2 separate regions of the Anser cygnoides genome follow, and region 1 is linked to region 2. A link is a contact called in public Hi-C data. All regions are on one chromosome and are shown on one strand. The core of a region is the stretch at or near the end of the contact, and the rest is flanking DNA. Distances in the headings are between cores, read along the strand shown. Region 1 overlaps CTBP1 (C-terminal binding protein 1). Region 2 overlaps LOC125185063 (a long non-coding RNA gene).

Region 1 (5,648 bases), core at 2,128-4,627, 150 kb after region 2:
ACTTGTTTTTCCTCGAGCAGCTGGCACTGAAGCGTCCTGTCACCGCTGCAGCGGTGAGCAGAGAAGAGCCTACAAATTCACTTCTGCCCACACCGAGGTATTCCAGAAACCGCAAACCCCACTAACTAAAGTCACAGAACAGCAAGAAGTATTCCTCCATTTTCTTCACTACTGATCAAAGCAAACCTCTAACTTCTCTTCAAGCGAAACTCAGCAAACCCCTCTAAGAAAATAGGGCTCTTTTTGAAATCAAAAGAGGAAGAGTAATGAAAGTAAGGTTCATGAAAATAGGTCCATGAAAAAAAGACTCTGAGTTTGTGAAAAGCGTTATAAGCTTTCTGGTTTTAAAGTAAGATTTGGTGTTAGGCTTTGCTTCACTGTACTGTCAAGCTATCTACATAGAAATTATTTTTATACCAAGTATTGCCGTGTTAATATGGTGTACATGAAGCAGCAGAGTATTTTGGTTTTTTTTTTCCACTTTAAAAAAAAGTACATTTTTCCCCTTAAGACAGAAAGAAAGATAATTTATGTTGCGTCGGAAAGCATGCAAGTATTAATGATGGGGAATGATGAAGAACATAAATGGTTTCCATTTTCACATTCAAAAACAAGTACCTGCAAATTAATGCTAAAAGCAACTGGCCTATAAAGCAGCCATGTTTCCATGCCAACTGATCACAGAAATACATATAATTCAACAAAAAAATGAATAACCTACAAAACAAGAAAATAAAAAGAAAGCAGAAGTGCTGGAAATCAAGATCCTGACCATACCTAACTATTTTACAAGAATAGCAAGGAACACAACAAAGGATGCAATTTAAGACATGAATGGTACACAGCTAATGGCACTTCATCATTACAATACTTCTAAAAGCTGTCATTCTCTAGTCAACAAGAAAAACAGGATACAGAACACCTCTATTAAGAAGGAGGGAACACTCGCACAACAGTAGCAATTCTTACAGAGGTTTCACAGTTGGTAGACATGAAAGCGCAAGTTACTATTCAGTGCACATCTTTCATTAGGATTTTATTTTTTGTCTTCATCTAAGGTCTTGCTTTTTGTTCCCTACTCACACGGAGTTGCACTGGGGTTCTGCAATCAGGCAGCAGAGCTGCTTGCAGGGTAAGGCAGCCCGCTGCTTGAGGGTTAGCTGCAAAACCGAGAGCATTGGGAGCGAGCAGATACTCATCTGCACCCAAGCAGCTCACACACTGATGTGAACACACATATCTGACGTAATTAATACATTTTACGTGTATGGAGGAGTTTGGTTTCTCAGATGATGAAAGGATGCTACCACTCTGTGCTACAGCAAAAAACAAGTTTGAAGTTTGTGCTGAAAATTAGGGAGCACGTAGCCCACACATGTATATATGTATCTGTGTGTGTGTGTGTGTGGAATAACCAGACTTACTTTATGCAAGGAGGCAAGGAAATGTTAACTAGAAAAGGATGCTATATATCTAAATATAGCCAGTTCCAAAATACTGGCATTTATGTCCAATAAAACCAGCAGTTCAAGTATTTGTTCTTTACAACGTAGAGAAATAAATAATCTCCTGCTAAAAGGTCCATAAAACCTGCGTTCTAAATGAATACAAATTGAAGACAGGACAACAGATTTCTGTTTCTTAATATGTCTGTATTTTAATCAAGTAAGCAATAGTGCTTTTCTTCCTACTTAGTTCCTGAAAACATATTAAAGGCATTAGAGGTTTAAAACTGATGAAAAATTGTGGTCACAGATCAGAGAGCTGGAAATCCCACCATTAATACACCTTAGTGCACTTGTATTTTACTGTTTTGCTGTATTTCGAATAAGAGAACGGAACATTACAAGTGGTTATACTGATCCTAGTGATTCCATAATTATGTGACCGTACAGACTACACGACAACGGGCCTACACACTGCATGGAAAAATGGAAAATCTACATATAATGAACTTTACATTCATTTACTAGCTTCGGTGAGCATAAGGACCTCAGGGACATCAGTGAATGAAGGAGAATAATTACATGGCCTTGTCGCAACCTATCCAGAAAGCACAAAAGATCGAGTTTCACCGGTGACTTTCTTCTTTTGTCAATTCAGAACTCAGTAAAAATGGAACTTTTAGATGTGACACTCACTTGCTACCCTTTTAAATAAGCATCAATAATAAAAAACCTTCAATTTTCTAGGAAAATTGCCCTTCAAAGGCAAAAAGGCGTTCTTGTAGAAAGGGATTAAGCTGAAAAGATCTTAAATGACTAAGATGATTTTTAATAATAACAACGTTTATATGACAGCCCAATAAAGCTATAGACATTTAGCAACTCCAAAATTCTGCACATTTCTGACTCCCTCTTCCCCAAACTGTCCCTAGATGGCCACAGCTAACCCACCCAGCCTTACTACAGTTTTTGCAGTAGCCCAGAAATGATCATTCACCTGGGTGGAAAGACCACTATTCCTGCACTTCAAGAGGACACTATTACTTTGAGGCAGTACACAGTGCACTGCTATTTAGCAATCAAAAAGATAATAAATTGCACAAATACTTAAAGCATTGAATATTCTTAATAGATCAAACTATATGCAAAGTTATGCACTTTGCAGTATTTTTTGCAGAACATAAACTGCTTAGCGACTCTGGAAGTACAAAGATGTGAATTCTGACAAGCAAAAAATGTATTTATAAAATCTGATGAGGCTTTAAGATTATAAAAGTTACCAATGCTCGAAGCAGTAGCGGTGACTGCAAGCTGGGAGCCAGCCAGAGCTGCCAGCTGCACACCCAGCCCCACGCCTGCTCCTACTGAAGGACCAGGGGTGCCCAAAGCTGAGCAAGACGAAAGGGCAGATCTGCTTCTCACCCCTTCACCTCTTTTCAGCCACTGTCAGAAAGACACTACTGCTGTACAGACGCCTCTCTACCAAGCTTTTGAAAGCTTCTGAAAGTTAGTTTTGTACTCGCTGCCTCGTTTCACTACCACGCATGAGGTCATCTCTGGATTATGGTGATTTTTCATACAGCGCTGCCTCGGGCGATATCCTAAATGGTAACAGAACAGGACTCCACAGAGCCACGGCACGGCCGAGGCTGGCAGGGGCCTCTGGGGCCTTCTGCTCCGAGCCCTGCCCCAGCAGGGCCACCCCGAGCAGGGGGCCCAGCCCCACGTCCAGGCGGCTCCTGGGGATCCCCAAGGAGCCCCCCCAGGCTCTGGGCAGCCTGTGCCAGGGCTCTGTGTTTAGGGACATTGCTGGGACCCCCCCCAGCCTCCTCTCCCCAGCCCTCGGCCTCTCCTCACAGCAGAGGCGCCCCAGGCCCTGCAGCAGCTCAGGGGCCTCCGCCGGGCTCTCCTCAGCAGCTCCGTGTTAAATAACATATTATTTAAATATAAACAGGAAAACAATAATGACATAAAATCGTCAACAAAGCAACAACCGCGAGGGCAAACGGCAACGCTTCCACGCTCAGCAATAGCCGTGCCACAGCCTTGGCCGGCCCGGTGTTTATCCAGCCGCCTGCAAGAACGCTGCCCTGAACTTGCCCATTAGCCCACAGAAAAAAAGGTATTGTGGGAATGTTAACTTTCACCTGGCTGCCTTCCAGCTGCCGGCAGGAAAAAAAAAAAAAACAACGCCCTTTTTTCAAATTTTAGCCAACTGAAGGATACTCCGCATTTTTCACATTTTCCAATTATTCCCAGCTATGTGTAAACATAGGCATTGAACGAAATCCATATAAAATGGATGTAATAACGCGACCGGCTACCCTGCGAAAGAATGAATTAAGGGGTCTCCCGTCCAAACCAAACAGTCAGACTCGTATTTCACAAACCACGACAGCTTTCAAAAAAGCCAGCGCATTTCTAGAATAGCAGAAATGTTTGCCGTGCCCGTAAGAGCACTTACTGGACAAGGCGAGCAGGAACTGGAACAGAGCCGTGCTGATCCCAGCAGCACGGAGCCGTGATGCAGACCTGCTGAGTGAAGTGACGGTGATGCTGCTTGAGTGATGAAGATGCTGTTTGAAGTCAGTATTCTGTCGTGTAATTAATGAGGGGGCTACTTATCTCATGTCTGGATGGGCCCCCATGACAGAAGCTGCAGCACAGCAAAGAGCCTGGCACAGCAACAGGGCAGGCTGGGGGAAGACCCCAAAACAAGGCTTGCGAAAATCCCCTTTCTGTGTCAAACAGCAGGCAGTTCTCTTGCTCTTTTCCATCTGGCACTTCAAGGAGCTGTCTTTACTCAGCAGTCGTCTTGAAGTTTTTAATAGTCACACAACGTGCAAACTCCAACTGAAAGAAATTATCCCTTACTTCTTCTCTTCCAAAGTTCAACTGTTAAGTAAAAATAGCTCGCAGTCATGTCTCTGCTCCAAACCTTCGTATCTCTGCAGGGTCGGGAGTACTCGGTGCTAGCACAAGTGTTTCAGGGCACAGCGTAGCTGCAGCCTCAGCACTTAGCAGCGTTTCGCTGGTTTCTTTGCATGCGTGTCCTGTCAAGCTAATTGGCAAAATACAGCTTCCCAATTCAAATATAGATGATGGTTTGGGTACGGGGCTTTTTTTCTGTTTGTTTTTCTTTATTTAAAGAGAAGGAGCTTTAGTAGCGGAAAGTACATTTTTAATTTGAAAAAACAAGGCTTTCAATCACAGCAGCATGTTTTGTACGGAGCTGCGTTCCGTCAAGCCACAGGCTGTCTTTTCCTACGTGCATTTACTTTAATTCAGGCCACAACTGAAAGCACACTGCCTCGCCTCCCAAACCCTTCACCTGTAAGTAAGCAAGACACAACAACATCTACCCAGCACCGACTCAGAGCACCATTAATAAGAGAATCGATCTCGAATTCGGCGTTTTCACCAGATCTCAGAGTGCTTTCACAAGTAAGGTCACCAGTTACCTGCATGTAACGCACAGCAGGCTACGCACAAGTGACAAAAGAGCCCCAGGACCAGCCAGGCCGCACCGTTGTCACCTGCACGCTTGCCAGCACTGCTGCCTCTGCTCCCCTCTCTTCCAGTCCTCCAGTCAGTAAGTTGACCAAATTTCCCCTTAAAGTCAACAAGTTCACACTTCATCTTACTCACTACCCGCCCAAGATTTTGAGCAATGCTAAACTTCTATAACCAAAGGGGGAAAAAATGAAGCTAAGGAGTTGGAGAAGGCAATTCAGTTCCCATATTGGTTATTAATTTCCTAATGTAAGTGCTTCAATTAAGTTCCCTATATAAAGAGGTACAAATCCCCCACAGGAGCTGTACTCACACTAAAGCATGCTCGGACACCAGAACACGAACACCCAGTATAAGTCATTGCAGACTACCACCTTCTGATTTGGCTTCCCCGATTCCTAAGCGTCCTAATGCAAACGTGAAAGAGTTCAAACAGGCATGCACTAGCTTAACTAACTTGATTTAAAATTGCACTTAATTAAATGTGAGCAGTTTCCCAGGTATCATAAGGCGTATTCATGAACTGCTTCTTTCACTATGCATTTCTGTGATCAAAGAACCCTTAGATATGACAGGAGGTTATTTACTATTTATAAAAATAATCCCTGTTTAATGTTCTTTTTGAATTAGTCTTCTAATATGAAAACTAATCTTTACTAATTCTCTTTGAAAGTCTGAGAGAGAATTAGA
Region 2 (5,146 bases), core at 1,006-3,505:
GCAATATATATTCTCAATACTGTGATTACAAAAAGTAAATAAATAACCAGTCTGTAACGACCACTGGTGAAATAATTCTTATCTGAACTGATTTACTTCTACCAAGTCAGCCCCTCAGGTACCTTGACAAAATATTAGTTCTGCATTAACCAGCTTCTGCCTCTGGACAGTAGTTCAGAAAGCAGAGAGCATTATTACAGCACAGGGAAACATTACGAACTAATGGAAATTCTTTACCCATAAATTAAATATAATGAACCAATTCCATCCCTAAAGTAAACCCTTGAATAGTAGGATTAATCTGACCATGTGTTTATTTCTTGAGGAATCAAGTTAATAAGAAGAAAAAAATAAAAGGAGGATAATACCATGCTTGATGTCAATTATGTTTCAGTTGTGCAGAACGCTTTCCACTGTCTGTAGCAATTTACTTTTGAGAAATTATTACCCAAGCAACTCTGCCAGGCCTGAGCAGAGCACAGGTTATGTGCTAGGGATGCATGAATTAGACCTGCCTAAAGACTATTTAGATTTCTGTACCTGTAGTGCTATTCTTGCATGTACTGAAATTGACTTCAGGGACAGCGCAGGAAATGCTCAGGCTTTTAGGAGTATGCACTTTGTGTCCTAGTCACAAACTGGTCTTGTGCTGTTGTTCCTGATGGTCCTGTGCTTTCACCACATAACTGTCCCCTTTTAGACAGTTTCTATAGCCCTCATCTGTACGATGGAGAAGAGACCTGCAGCACGCGAAATCAGCTCTGTGCTGATTACTGCAATTTTTTTACACAAATTGCATAGAGAAGATGTCAGACATTTTCCATTCAGTGTATAACTCGTCAACATACAGATCATGTACAGGACTTTGTAAACACAGAAAGCAACTGTTGTTCAAATCTGATTGCTAATGACTTTCCCATCTGTTGGCTGGAAGTCAAGGGCAGTTTGAACAGCACTTAGCACAATGTGTAGAGAGCACAAACACCACCCATAAACTGTCTCTGGTAACTTATCAAGCAGCTTATCCAGATATGCAGCTGTTTCAGAAACCCACATTCATTGAATGATTGATTATATTGCTTGTAGCTTTCTCTGTATACAAAAGTCTACTGGTGTGAGTCTTAAGGAAATTTAAAGGCATGAGCACTCAGGGACTGCACACAGTTTTCACGTCTCCCAGTTACTGTAGTTTATTTGTGAAACTCCCAAGGCAAGTTCTTGTAACTGACAGCTGATGAAAACCGTGGATTATCGAATACTGAGCACAAGATTGCACAAGTCAAGGAAAATGTCACAGAGCTCAAGCCTCTGAAACACTCCCCACTATTGCATCCCTCTAGAAAAACGTGTGTTTAACTATAAAAAGCCTGAGAAGTGCCACTGACAACTTCCTGCACTCATAAAATTTGTTGCAGGATGGAGTGAACTGACGAAGTTCAATGTCATCGCAGGAAGCCAGAAGCATTTACTGGCTTGGAGATTACTGAAAATCTTTAACCGAGATCCAGATGATCTGTTGGTGAAGTTTTCTTTGCTTCCGTATCTATAAATACAACATTTTGTGAACTGTCTGCTATGCAAAGCAGATACACATTTTCTCCTCAGTTTTTTCCTTCCAAAAGCAGCAGACATCCTACAAGACATTTCAATTCTGTAGCTCTGCATGAAACTCCCACCTCCTATACAACAAACAGGCCTGGAAACATTTGTTTTATTTTTAAGAGAGATTGTGCTATTTTTTCTAATGAGATCAACTTTTGCAATAAAGGAAACAGGAAGTGGGTGAGCAAATGGGTCAGAAAGGTAAAAGTCATGCATGTTTGTTTTTAGTCCATGTTGTGAAACTGTTTCCATCCCCTCCAAACTCCCAAAAATCAACTGTCAACAAATTGCACAACAGTGCTTGTTTTGAACTGGAAGCATATCTCTCAGATGAGCAGAAAAAGATACCAGAAGATATAAAACTAACCAAGAAAAACAGAAAATTGAGTGATATATGTCTGAGTAACCACAACTGAAGTTCTCATCCACTGTTCATGAAGCTAGTGCTCAGGTGGCAGAGGGAAAGGAATGCAAAGACAGTTTCCATTTCACACAGGATATCTGAGTGTACACTAAGAAAATTAGGACTGTTCTAATAAACAGGGGTCTTTTAAGTCATTTTTATAAAACACTGACACTATTCAGAAAATAGATATGTAAAGTTTGTGTGCATAACAATGAGCCATGTGTGAAAAAAAGAAAAATACCCCTCCTAAAAAAAAAATAAATAGGGAATCACTATATAAGAGATATCAGAAGAAAAATATAAATATTCCAATGTACAAAAGAAGGGTGAGTTCAGAACAAAGTTTGTATACTTTATTCCAAAATCTTTGGCTATCTCCACCCATATATTAATGTGCTTTCCAGGTAAAATATATCTGCACGACAATACGTCTAATAGACTTCATGGAGCCAGCTCTGCTCCCTGCACTCCATTCCCTGTCATAGGCACCAATAAAATCAGAAGTCTAGAAATACAGCCAGAAAATCAACTTTTCTGCCTTCTGATGTCCAGCCAGAGTAAGAGAAATAAAAGAGGATCTTTTGTTTGTTTGTTTACTTTCAATTTAAGCTAAGTTATGCTTATTTTAAGATAAGTTCTTTGGATCCTTTCAAGGATCCCATCATCAGACAGGGTGAAACAATTTTAGGAGAGCATTAAGGACAACATGACCCCCCAAAATGGCACTGCAATGTCCATTTGCTGGTCCCACTACACTGACTAACTTTTTGCCAGAAGCAGCTACAGTAGGCTGACATCACATCTCACGTAGCCGGGCCCCCACACAATCTTTCTTCCTCACAGTGAAGCTTTCGTTCAAAATGAACTATTTTCTGCCTTTAGTTAGAAAACAGGCATCTTTCTTTGCCCTCCCAGTCTTCCAAAGGTGGGCTGATTACCATCGTTTTTCAAGATAAATTGACCAAAATCAGAGAAGGACAACTGGGGGGTTTCCTTCCCAAATTGTTTTGAAGCAAATAAAGGTATTTGGTTACACCTTTCTTTTTAACTGCACAGCAGCATGTGTAAAGGCAGCCTCAAAGTTAAATTTCTCCAATATATAGTCTATATATATAATAGTATATATATATATATTATATATAATATAATATAATAGTCTATGCATTTTTATGTACCTTCATACATTTTATGCATTTATATATTGCAAAAGTGTCCTCACAGCCCACTTTGAAAGAGTCCAACTAGTGCACCAAGGAAATAAAATTCAGGTGCACTGTGATTAAAGACGCTCTCACTCTTACCTGCTCTGTCTTTACCAGTGCTATATCCTTTGCAGAAATGACGCTGGGAAGACCAGGAGCCCAGCTTTAGCCCAGGCTGCCCAGAAGGACAATGGGTACATCCACACCAACATGATAACAGCGTTCTGCAAGAGCAGTTATGCCACATCTCACTACCTCCACCTAACCCACACCTCTGCAGTCCTCTGTCCTCTCACAACAGCCCTCTGAACCTCAGCTGCAGTGTCCAAACAGCTCTAAGCTCACCCACAGATCTCTAATTACTCCCAGGACAAATAAAAGATGATACAGTGTAGAAGTTCTTGCTGTTTTTACTGTCACTTTGGAAATTTCTGGTTGAATAAAAGTTTTCAGCAAAGAAAGCTTTTATCACCTTTATAAATTTTGCTGAGGAGAAAAACCGTATGTTAAAGCATCTTTGTATGTCTTTGTTAGGTTATACTTTATTTTTTTATATTTATATTATTTTTACACTTTATTATTACTCCTGTAAGAAACATGCAAGTCCTTTTGCAACTTTTGATCTCTTTTCTTCTGTTCCAAAAACTTAGATAAAAAAATAGCAAAATATGTAAATTTTACAACTTACTGTGTGACAATGGCAACAGGTGGATCAGATAGATGCAAATCTAATTTCTACAGAACACAGCTGTAAGAGTAGAGATTTAAAACCATACAATCAGTGCAACAGCAGTAGTCTTTTGAAATCTCAGATGTAATACAAGTTCATGGCAAGCAGCTAAGGTTCATATGATCTACTAGCCTTTGAATGATTTTATTTTTCTAGGCTTTTGAAAAGCTTCAGTTCATAGCTGTCTCCACAGCCAGTTTGTGTTGCTGATGCTGGTTTTTTTTTCCTTTTTTTCTTTTTTCTTTTTGTGCGTGTGTGTGTGAGAGTACCCCATCGAGAACTCTTTGCACATTTTATTGAAGGGTATTTTATGTACATCATCTCATGGAAAAGCTCGGTTGAATATTTGTAAACCATTCTTGAGAAGAATCTCTTTTGCCCTGAGGACACATCACTGGAGTCAGGAAAAAGAGCTCCAGAATTACAGCTACATCCAAAGTCCCACACACTGCATTCTCCTATGGGGTCCACATTACAAAAACCACAGAGCAGTCATTCACTGGTATGTTTTTGATTATATATTTTTTTTTATTTTATTTTGTGGTTTTCTTGTAGCTTTTACTTCTGTGACATAACTTTTTTTTTTTTTTTTTTTTTTTTTTTTTACATTAAAAGCTCAGGGCAGAAAGAGAAGCAGACCAAATCTGCCAGAAATGTTGGGAAAGATTTTTCAGATTAAGACAGGAGTTTGCAACCTCTTTTCTATACAGTTCCTAACAATGAAGCATATTACTCTGCCTCCCTCCCAGATTTTATGTCACATCTCTTTGGACCATGCACCTCCTAGCACAACCATTTCTAATAGCATTACACAGCAAATGATGTTTTAGAACTGATTATGTGATGCCTGAAGCAAATGCTTTTAGAATTGTTGTGTTAAATTTAACTTATAAAGTAACCTGCAAAAAAAATCCTACTTGTGAACTTTGTCTTACTAGATTTTTGCTGTTCAGAGAAGAGGAAACTCAGCATAGGTAGCATAGGAAGTGCTTCACAACATCCACCCAGAAAGCTACTTCTGCACATACTCCTCTTTTACCTGCAGTCTTGCTGACGAAGGAGTTTGTTAGACACTTTTCATTCACATGTAATGAAAGCCTGAATAGCTGTGGTCGCAAGGAAATCTTAAAAGTCTGTAAATACCAAGTGTGGTTCCCATCACACATAAAAGAAAATAAGCTGAACTCTATCTGGAAAATATCTTTC

Evidence for each region. A called contact is a pair of places that touch in the nucleus more often than the background predicts.
Region 1: a Hi-C map of liver shows a contact between it and region 2, with 9 times the contacts expected there. The contact joins two enhancer-like sites. A contact is called at or near these places in 2 of 7 Hi-C or Micro-C datasets (both in liver).

The regions. Positions count from the first base shown.
Region 1 is chr4:7,119,039-7,124,686 of Taihu_goose_T2T_genome, forward strand. The region is part of intron 2 of CTBP1 (C-terminal binding protein 1); the gene reads right to left. Among named protein-coding and RNA genes, the nearest start is that of SPON2, 180 kb to the left of the region's middle. Within about 2 kb of position 3,378, at least 2 of the 3 cell types and tissues checked have open chromatin away from gene starts, as enhancers often do. A contact at or near this core is called in liver, where this site is marked.
Region 2 is chr4:6,973,651-6,978,796 of Taihu_goose_T2T_genome, forward strand. LOC125185063 (a long non-coding RNA gene) reads right to left here. Exons shown (of 3, transcript XR_007169934.2): 3 at 3,889-5,146. Among named protein-coding and RNA genes, the nearest start is that of SPON2, 30 kb to the left of the region's middle. Within about 2 kb of position 2,256, at least 1 of the 3 cell types and tissues checked has open chromatin away from gene starts, as enhancers often do. A contact at or near this core is called in liver, where this site is marked.